Linked DNA regions of Lactuca sativa: region 2 is linked to region 1. A link is a contact called in public Hi-C data. All regions are on one chromosome and are shown on one strand. The core of a region is the stretch at or near the end of the contact, and the rest is flanking DNA. Distances in the headings are between cores, read along the strand shown.

Region 1 (4,175 bases), core at 1,290-3,789:
GGTTTCCAAATGTTCTAAAACGCTCAAACGATATAACTTAATATTAATTATTAATTTAAAACTTTGATCGCGTCAATTATATAAAACTGGGTTTTATATATAGAACATTGTTAAAAATGTGATTTTAACATGAAATAAGTTTTTTAAAGTATACCATTGTTTATTGAATGTATGCAATAACCATGATATAACATGTTTTTTAAACTATAATTATTAAAACATCAAAGACCTCTTACAAACCTCAAATCTATGCAATCATTTTTAAAGAACATTCGCACGTCTCTTGTATGCACTAGTGGGATAAATGATACCTAACCGCTTAGTGTCATCTTTTGATGGTCGAGGCGTTTTGTCGATTTCTATGACCAAGTTATAGGCCGATTACACAAGTTTTTCAAAATGGATGATTTGATCGGAGATCCCTTATGATAAATGATACCTAAGCAAGAGAGTTATGAGGCATAATGAGATCAAACATGTCTAATTAAATTTGTTATTAGTCATCCCATAAATCTAGGAATTATATGTTAAGATATAATTGATAATCGATATCTACCGGGTTGAATTCGGATGGATGGGATAAATGATACCTAACCATTTATTTGTTTTGCAACTTGGACCCTAGACTTTGATAATTAATGTTTTTAGAAACTAAAAGGGTATTAATTATTAAAGATTAAATATTGAAAATACTAAATGAATTTTGTTAAAATTTTATAAATATATAATCCACTCTCATAACCATGAATTGTCATTTCTCTTTAAATGACTTAATGAAACAATAACATTCAATAGATGCAACTTCAATGAATGAGTTCATGTCTTAAGAGACAATCTCATGAGAGATGTAAAATTATATACACTTAAAGGACATATTCCTAAAAGAATTGCTTTGAGCAATAAACCTGAATATTATACCTAGTAAATGCATCATAGTGTTGCTCAAGATGCTTCTAACATTATACTAGGAACAATTATTCATGACTAAGAAGTTTTGGATAATTTATATATATATATATATATATATATATATATATATAATATAACAGGTTAATCAATATTCCAATAAATATAGTGATGTTTTGTTGGAATAGTGCAAGGCTAAAAGAGTCACATTGTGTAATCTAAAATGCCCATGTTTTATGAAATAAACACCTTTAAACCTAAGAAATCCAATAAGTCCCATATAGATGGATTTTGTTTCTTTTGTGAAGAAACTGGATACTGGTAGAGGAACTGATCCTCTTATCTAGAAAGAAAGTCTGAAAGAGACTAGTACTTCATGTATCTACTGGATAGAACTCATACTTTTTCGTGTAACACTCAAGTACTTGGTACTTGAATGTTAATCTAATATTTGAAACTTGATTGCAAATATTTACAGAAGTGTAACTAGCTGAGCACAAGCAAGTTGGAACTATACTTTCGAAGTTTAGTTTATTATTTATGCTTAGAACATAAATTGCTTGTAGTATAAAACAATGTTTGTTTTGGAACAATGTATGCTTTAAATTTAGCATGCGTAAATATTTATGTCTTAGTTATTTGTTTAAATGTTTGATTATTTACTAGATCATTTTTCATAATAATAATACTCATATTCTGAAAAGGTTGACTTCTATTTCTGAGGTTAGAACTCTTAATAGAATTACAAAGTAAATATCAGTATTTTATGAATAAAATTAAGTTTTATATGCAAACACTTTTGACTTAAACTTGTTTTAAATCAAACTTATCCATGACATTGTTATATTTATTGTATAAATGAAATACACATATTTCAACTTCAAGAAATGGCTCTTTGAAGATAAATAATGTAGTTTATTTGATATATATGAATCTTATTTATATATAAAAGATTCTTAATAAATTTTCACTAAAGTATAGAAAAAATAATTATTAAGGAACTATACACTTTGATGTATGACTTCCTTTCTAATGAATATCTATGATTGAGCACAAGATACAACCCGGTAGTACCATCTAAAACATTGTGGTGATAATGGGTGGATTAAACTTTATTTGATATAATTTACTTCTAATCGGTAGAAATGTTATCCTTTTAACATTTTTGAGATTATACATCAATCACTATTAGTTATATCTAGAATACAAACACCAACTCATTAGGTCTCTATTCTCCTCTCTTCTCTCTTCCTGGCTTCTTCTCTCTTGAGTCCACAAGGAAGTGGATGTTGAGCACCATCCCAACTAGGTTCAGGAAGAGTTGTGGTGGTGGCTTGGAGGTGGAAAACGGTGGTGGTCGTGAAGACGGTAACGGATGTTCTAATAACATAAATAATTATACAACAATTAAAAACATAAATGGAAAAAGCAATATAACTATTATATTAATTTAATTTCAGACCAAAACCAAAGCAAAAACTAAAACTAAATTATAAAAATCTTTAGTGAAAAAAAATAGACAACCACATAATTTACACAAACCAAATGAAAGATTGATGTAAAGCGTAATTAAAATGATAAGTAGTCCTTTTCTGAAAAAAGGAGTCGACTTCCTTCGGTCGACGAGGATGTCTGTCCAAACTACATAAATCTTGAACTCTTGACACCACGACACGTCTTTTCTTGACTAAACCAAAAACAAGCCGACTTCCTTAAAATCTCACCTACATAAACCCTAGAAACAACCACACCTTCACCCACAAATTCAGGAGAAGAAACGAAAAAAAAAATGAGCGCAGGTTTCCTCAAGAATGGCAACAAAGCACACATCTACATCAACACCATATGGAGAAGACACTCGATTTCCGATTCACTTGGAGCTCCGATTACCAGAACCCCTTTCCAACAACCCAAAGCTTCATACTCCCGATTTCCTCAAAGAAAAGTGAAAGACATCGAGTTTTCTGTTCCATTCCCGACCACAAATACACAGAGCGCATCGCGTTTATCGTCGATTTCAAAGAGTGCGTTTATTGGATGGTATTTGGGTATGATTAAAACCCGACCCATTGTTACTAAAAGCATCACCTCTGCTCTTATTTATACTGCTTCTGATTTATCCTCTCAGGTACTTGAATCTGTTCTTCGTTTTCTGTTAGATTTCTTCTTCTTGTTACTGGGGTTGTAATTTCTTGATTTTTAATCGAGTTTATATGTTCCAAAATGTGTTCTTTTCTTGTTCAACTCATATTCAGACAATTACTCGATCATCTTCAGAGTCTTACGATGGTATAAGAACTTTTCGCATGGCTGGATATGGAATGATCGTATTAGGTCCAGCACTACATTATTGGTTCAATTTTGTATCGAGAATCTTTCCAAATCGTGACCTTATGTCAACATTCAAGAAAATGTTCTTGGGTCAGGCGATATTTGGACCTGTTATGACTGTCGTGTTCTTCTCTGTGAATGCAGGCATACAAGGTACTAGTTTCTTGCTTGCATTTTAATGGCTGCCTTTGGTGTTTTACTTTGAGATTTGTGTAATCTTGATCGAATGTTTCACAGGTGAAAGTGGTAGAGAAATTGTTGCTAGATTGAAGCGAGATTTGATTCCAACTATGATCAATGGTGTTATGTATTGGCCTGTTTGTGATTTTATCACATTCAGATTCGTCCCTGTTCATTTGCAGGTAATCAATTGAAAAAGTTCATTTCTTCATTGATTTGATTCATTGATTCATGAATATTTTGATGTTAAATCATATGTATTGGTTTTGTGAAAATGCAGCCATTAGTGAGCAACTCATTTGCGTATATATGGACTTGTTACATGACATACATGGCAAGCTTAGAGAAAGCAGGGATCAAGTAACAAAAGTGGTAGTTCTGGTGTTACAATTGTAGGAAGTTGGAGTTGCAGAAATGGCAGAAATGTTGCATTTATTTTGGTCACTAATTGAGAATATGAAACCACTTGTGTAGATTTAGGCTGGAGCTATTAGAGTTATCACGTCATTACATGTTGAAATTATATCTTATAGTAATCATACATCCATTTACAGTCTTATTTTCAATATCTCTTTTCTTAAGCACACTAGGAAAGATTACAAAAGCTATGACTCTGTTAAAAAGTGTCATAATTGTATACTTGTGGGAACATATAACTTGCACATGTAAGAGGTAAAGAAATAGATAGTTTTCCTACACCTTAAACAATCATCATTATAACAAAATCCTGAGTATTTTAAGGATGGAGTAAGAGGTGG
Region 2 (3,862 bases), core at 130-2,629, 270 kb before region 1:
ATTTCAAATTATATACATTCCAATCTACCAAGGAAATTCCTATGATTTTTCATTTTTAAGTTGTCTAAAAATAACGGTTGTTTCTTGTTGATGTTGCAAAAATATTCATATGTTTCTTATGAAATTATTTTTTCAATTTATTTATAATTTTAGCGAAAAAAAAAACATTCTGTAAACCAAACAACACAAATCAATGACACGTTCCATTCTAGGTGAGTAGCCAAACATGACAACCGAATGATAATGATCAATTCCATTCCATTTCCTTGTCATTCCATTCCATACTTGTTCCTACATTTCTTATGTTATATGATTAATAGATTTTGATAACTGTTATATCTTCAAAAACTATCAAGTTGTGTATCATGTTAGAGTTTTGCAAGAAGATATGCGAGTTGTTCATCAGACACCTTCACATCAACACATGTACCCAATGACACAGCAAGTCTAGCAGCCAATTGATGTTTGCACTGAGAAAGAAGAAACGATAATCAAAATCAAGGAAACAAAAACGAAAATGGAAATGGAAGAAAGCCTTACACAAAGCTGTTCTCTTTTGTTGACAATGTCATAGAAAAACGAATAACAAGCACAATAGTGTTCTGGGAAACAAAGGTATTCTTCCTTCTTTTTAGACTCTCCCGTAATCTGCAAATGCCATTTCAAAGTTCAAACCTCAAGCACTGGTTATAATTTTCAACAAATAATCAGTGGAATTCAGAAGATCGCAACAGAGAAACCTGAAAGATGGAGCGCCCACTGGGTTCTCCGGATATCTTCTTGACACCTCGTTGATCAACTATCCTGCTTGCCCTTTCCAGATTTTTACCAAATAAAGTATGCAAACTGTGTTTTCATGTTGAAGGATCAGTCAATTTATGTGTAAATTGTGTAATAGAAGAATCAAGGATAGATCAAGTAGATTACTCACATCGAAAGCTGATCATCCGTCACTGTTTCGATCAGAGTTTCAAATGCGATTTAAAAGAACGAAAATCAGACTCATTTTTGGGAAGAAGAAGAAGAAGATGAAGAAGAAGAATTAGGGGATATAAGATCGAATTGAGATAGAATTCATGGCTGTATGCGTACCTGAACGAGTGGATTGGATTTCTGTCCAGATGGTTTCTGCGACTAACAAGCTGCTGGAGGTCATTGTATGTTTGAAGTTTAAACCCTAATTTTGTTTATCTGATGTAGTAGCTTCAGTAGCAATAAAATGATTGAGATATTAGAATTCTTTGAAACACTAATGTTCATTGTTAAAGTCAGAAAGTTATAGAAACCGCTAGCTTTAAATTGTGCTAATTAAGCCCTTAAACTCTTAAAATTATTGTGCTAATTAAAACTTTAAACTCTTAAAATTGTAGTCATAGACTCATAGTGAAGACATGTCATGTAGAAGATTTATGATCATCTATATCTATATCTGTATCCGATAGAGTAAATTACACGAATGGTCCTTATGGTTTGGGATAATTTGTACGTTTGGTCCCTAACTTATTTCTTTAACTCGGAAGATCCCTATTAATTGTTTTTGTTACGCACTTGGTCGCTATTGTTTGTTTTTGTCACACGCTTGGTCCCTATCTTACCTAAAAATAGTATTATTTAAATAGGGAAAAATGATGAGGTAAGTAAGATAAAATGAGAGGGGTGGAGTTGGGGGTGTGTTTATTTAAATAAATAAATAAAAAATCAAAGGAAAATAGTATTTTTAGGTAAGACAGGGACCAAACGTGTAACAAAAACAAATAATAGAGACCTTACGAGTTAAAAGAAATAAGTTAGGAACCAAACATGCAAATTACCCTAAACCATAGGGACCATTGGTGTAATTTACTCTATCGATAACAGTTCATGTGTCATCCACATAAAAAATAAAAATTAAAAAAAAAAAAAAAAAAAAAAAAAAACTTTTTTAAATTAACTTTTTGTTTTTTATTAGAATAAAATGACTTTTTTACGCTAAACCCAAAAATGATAAAACCTAAATAAAACCTGACACTGATTGATAGTAGCATATTCATCATAATAAGAAAAATCACCAAATATATAATTCAGTCAATTTCTTATTTATTCATATAAAATACTAAGCAATCTTATATTCTTATATAAGCCAATAAAATAATTTATGTCCACATTTCTGCCTATAATAAATAATAAATATCGATCCAAATCTATATTGTTAACTAAATTTCCTATTAGAAAAAAATGAAAAGATAAGCACACGTTTATGTGCCTTGTATATTTGTTCTTACTAAAATTACTTTTTTTGTTTAAATTAAACCTAATAATAGAAACTAAAAACCAAAATAAATTATAATAATAATATTTATTATCAATATGGTTACTCTAAAAATCAAAAACCAAAACTTACCGTTCATTTTTTTTAACCAAAACCAACGGGAACCAAAACATGATAACCCATGTCAAGAATATATTGTGATCTAAATGTAGTATTTAGGCTTTTTTGTTGGAAATAATGTCCAATTTCAATAACTAGTATCATTCAACCTTAATAAGGTTCAAAAAAATAGTAACTATTAAAACTTTTATCATGTAATATTAAAATCTTGCGACTTTGTGTCATCCATTGAATAATTGTTGCCCTTTCGAAATTCACGTAGTTTTTTTTTTTAAGAATACATCTCAACTCGAGAGATTCAATTGTATTTATAGAAGTGCATTCACACGAAATAATGTTTAACTGAAAGTGTGTTTAAGAATTACATTGTTTTATAAATGAGCTAATAAAAAACTGTTTTGAAATCTTTTTAAATATTAATTCCAAATGAGCATAGATGCATACATAACAAATTACATGGTATCAAACCCTCTATACAAAATCATTCACTCAATCTACACCAAATAGTTTTTTTTTAAAAAGTCAGCTTATAAGCAATTTTACTTTAGTTATGTCATATGTGCATCAAACAGAGTCTAATCTTTTCATAACACATTTACATTTACGGTTATACCCTTTCTACAATTTGGGCAAGCCCCACATAACCTAATCCATGGAATCAAGCAGCCGGAATGGAATACATGAAAACAATGCAATCGTATCACTTCATCACCATTTTCAAAACTCTCCAAACAAATCGTACACTCCCTTGAAGTCTCATTTCCTTTTCCATCATCACCAAAAACCTCTAATTTTAAACAATTTAAGGCATCTTGATGAAGTCCAGGATGATGATGATGATGATTTCTTGCTAATGGTTGCCATGATTCAGATGCCATTTCTTCATACAGATTACTGTCATCTTGATGACTGTTTGATGAAGAACTGCTGCTTTGTCTATAATAAGATTATTGTTAATTTTGATTAACATGAGTTTGAATTTTGAAAGATTGATGAAATTTTATAATACCTGTTTTGAGAAACAGAGACACCTCTCAATCTTTCAAGAAGTCTTTCTCTTGCAAGTAATACAGATCCAGGAAGCCTGTCATTCCCAGTGGCTCTGTGTCTGTGTATGCTTCTGAAATCTTCTGAATTTATAATGCTACCGGTTGGAGATTGATTATGAACTTGTTCAGGGTGAAATGATTCATGTTCCTGATTTTTAACAACGAATAACATATCAGTAATTGTATGCTTAAGATCATCTAAGGCACGTAAAGTGATCGACTGTTGATTTTAGGTTTTGATAAATTTAATTTAACCGAGAAATTAAAAGTGGTTGATTCATGGTGTGTTTTGGGGATTTTGTAAGGCGGAGGACATCGGAGATACAGAAATACATAATAAAAGTCAGAAACATCGGGACAATACCGAATGATCGAGGCGACGGCGGTGGATCCGCCGGGAAGCAAGGTCACAGCCATCGTCGTGGCGATTTTCACGGCGATTATA

The links. A called contact is a pair of places that touch in the nucleus more often than the background predicts.
Region 2: a contact with region 1 is called in a Hi-C map of leaf, with 3 times the contacts expected there. The contact joins the promoter of LOC111904249 here to the promoter of LOC111904215 in region 1. A contact is called at or near these places in 2 of 4 Hi-C or Micro-C datasets (leaf and seed).

The regions. Positions count from the first base shown.
Region 1 is chr7:153,940,684-153,944,858 of Lsat_Salinas_v11, reverse strand. LOC111904215 reads left to right here and starts at 2,539. Exons shown (of 4, transcript XM_023899996.2): 1 at 2,539-3,034; 2 at 3,162-3,390; 3 at 3,475-3,599; 4 at 3,698-3,983. The coding sequence starts at 2,696. The coding sequence ends at 3,781.
Region 2 is chr7:154,205,807-154,209,668 of Lsat_Salinas_v11, reverse strand. LOC111904249 reads right to left here and starts at 1,379. Exons shown (of 5, transcript XM_023900029.2): 1 at 1,093-1,379; 2 at 932-953; 3 at 741-846; 4 at 541-648; 5 at 228-470. The coding sequence starts at 1,156. The coding sequence ends at 369. It overlaps LOC111904213 (probable E3 ubiquitin-protein ligase RHY1A), which reads right to left. Exons shown (of 4, transcript XM_023899994.3): 2 at 3,782-3,862; 3 at 3,378-3,565; 4 at 2,864-3,304. The coding sequence ends at 2,953.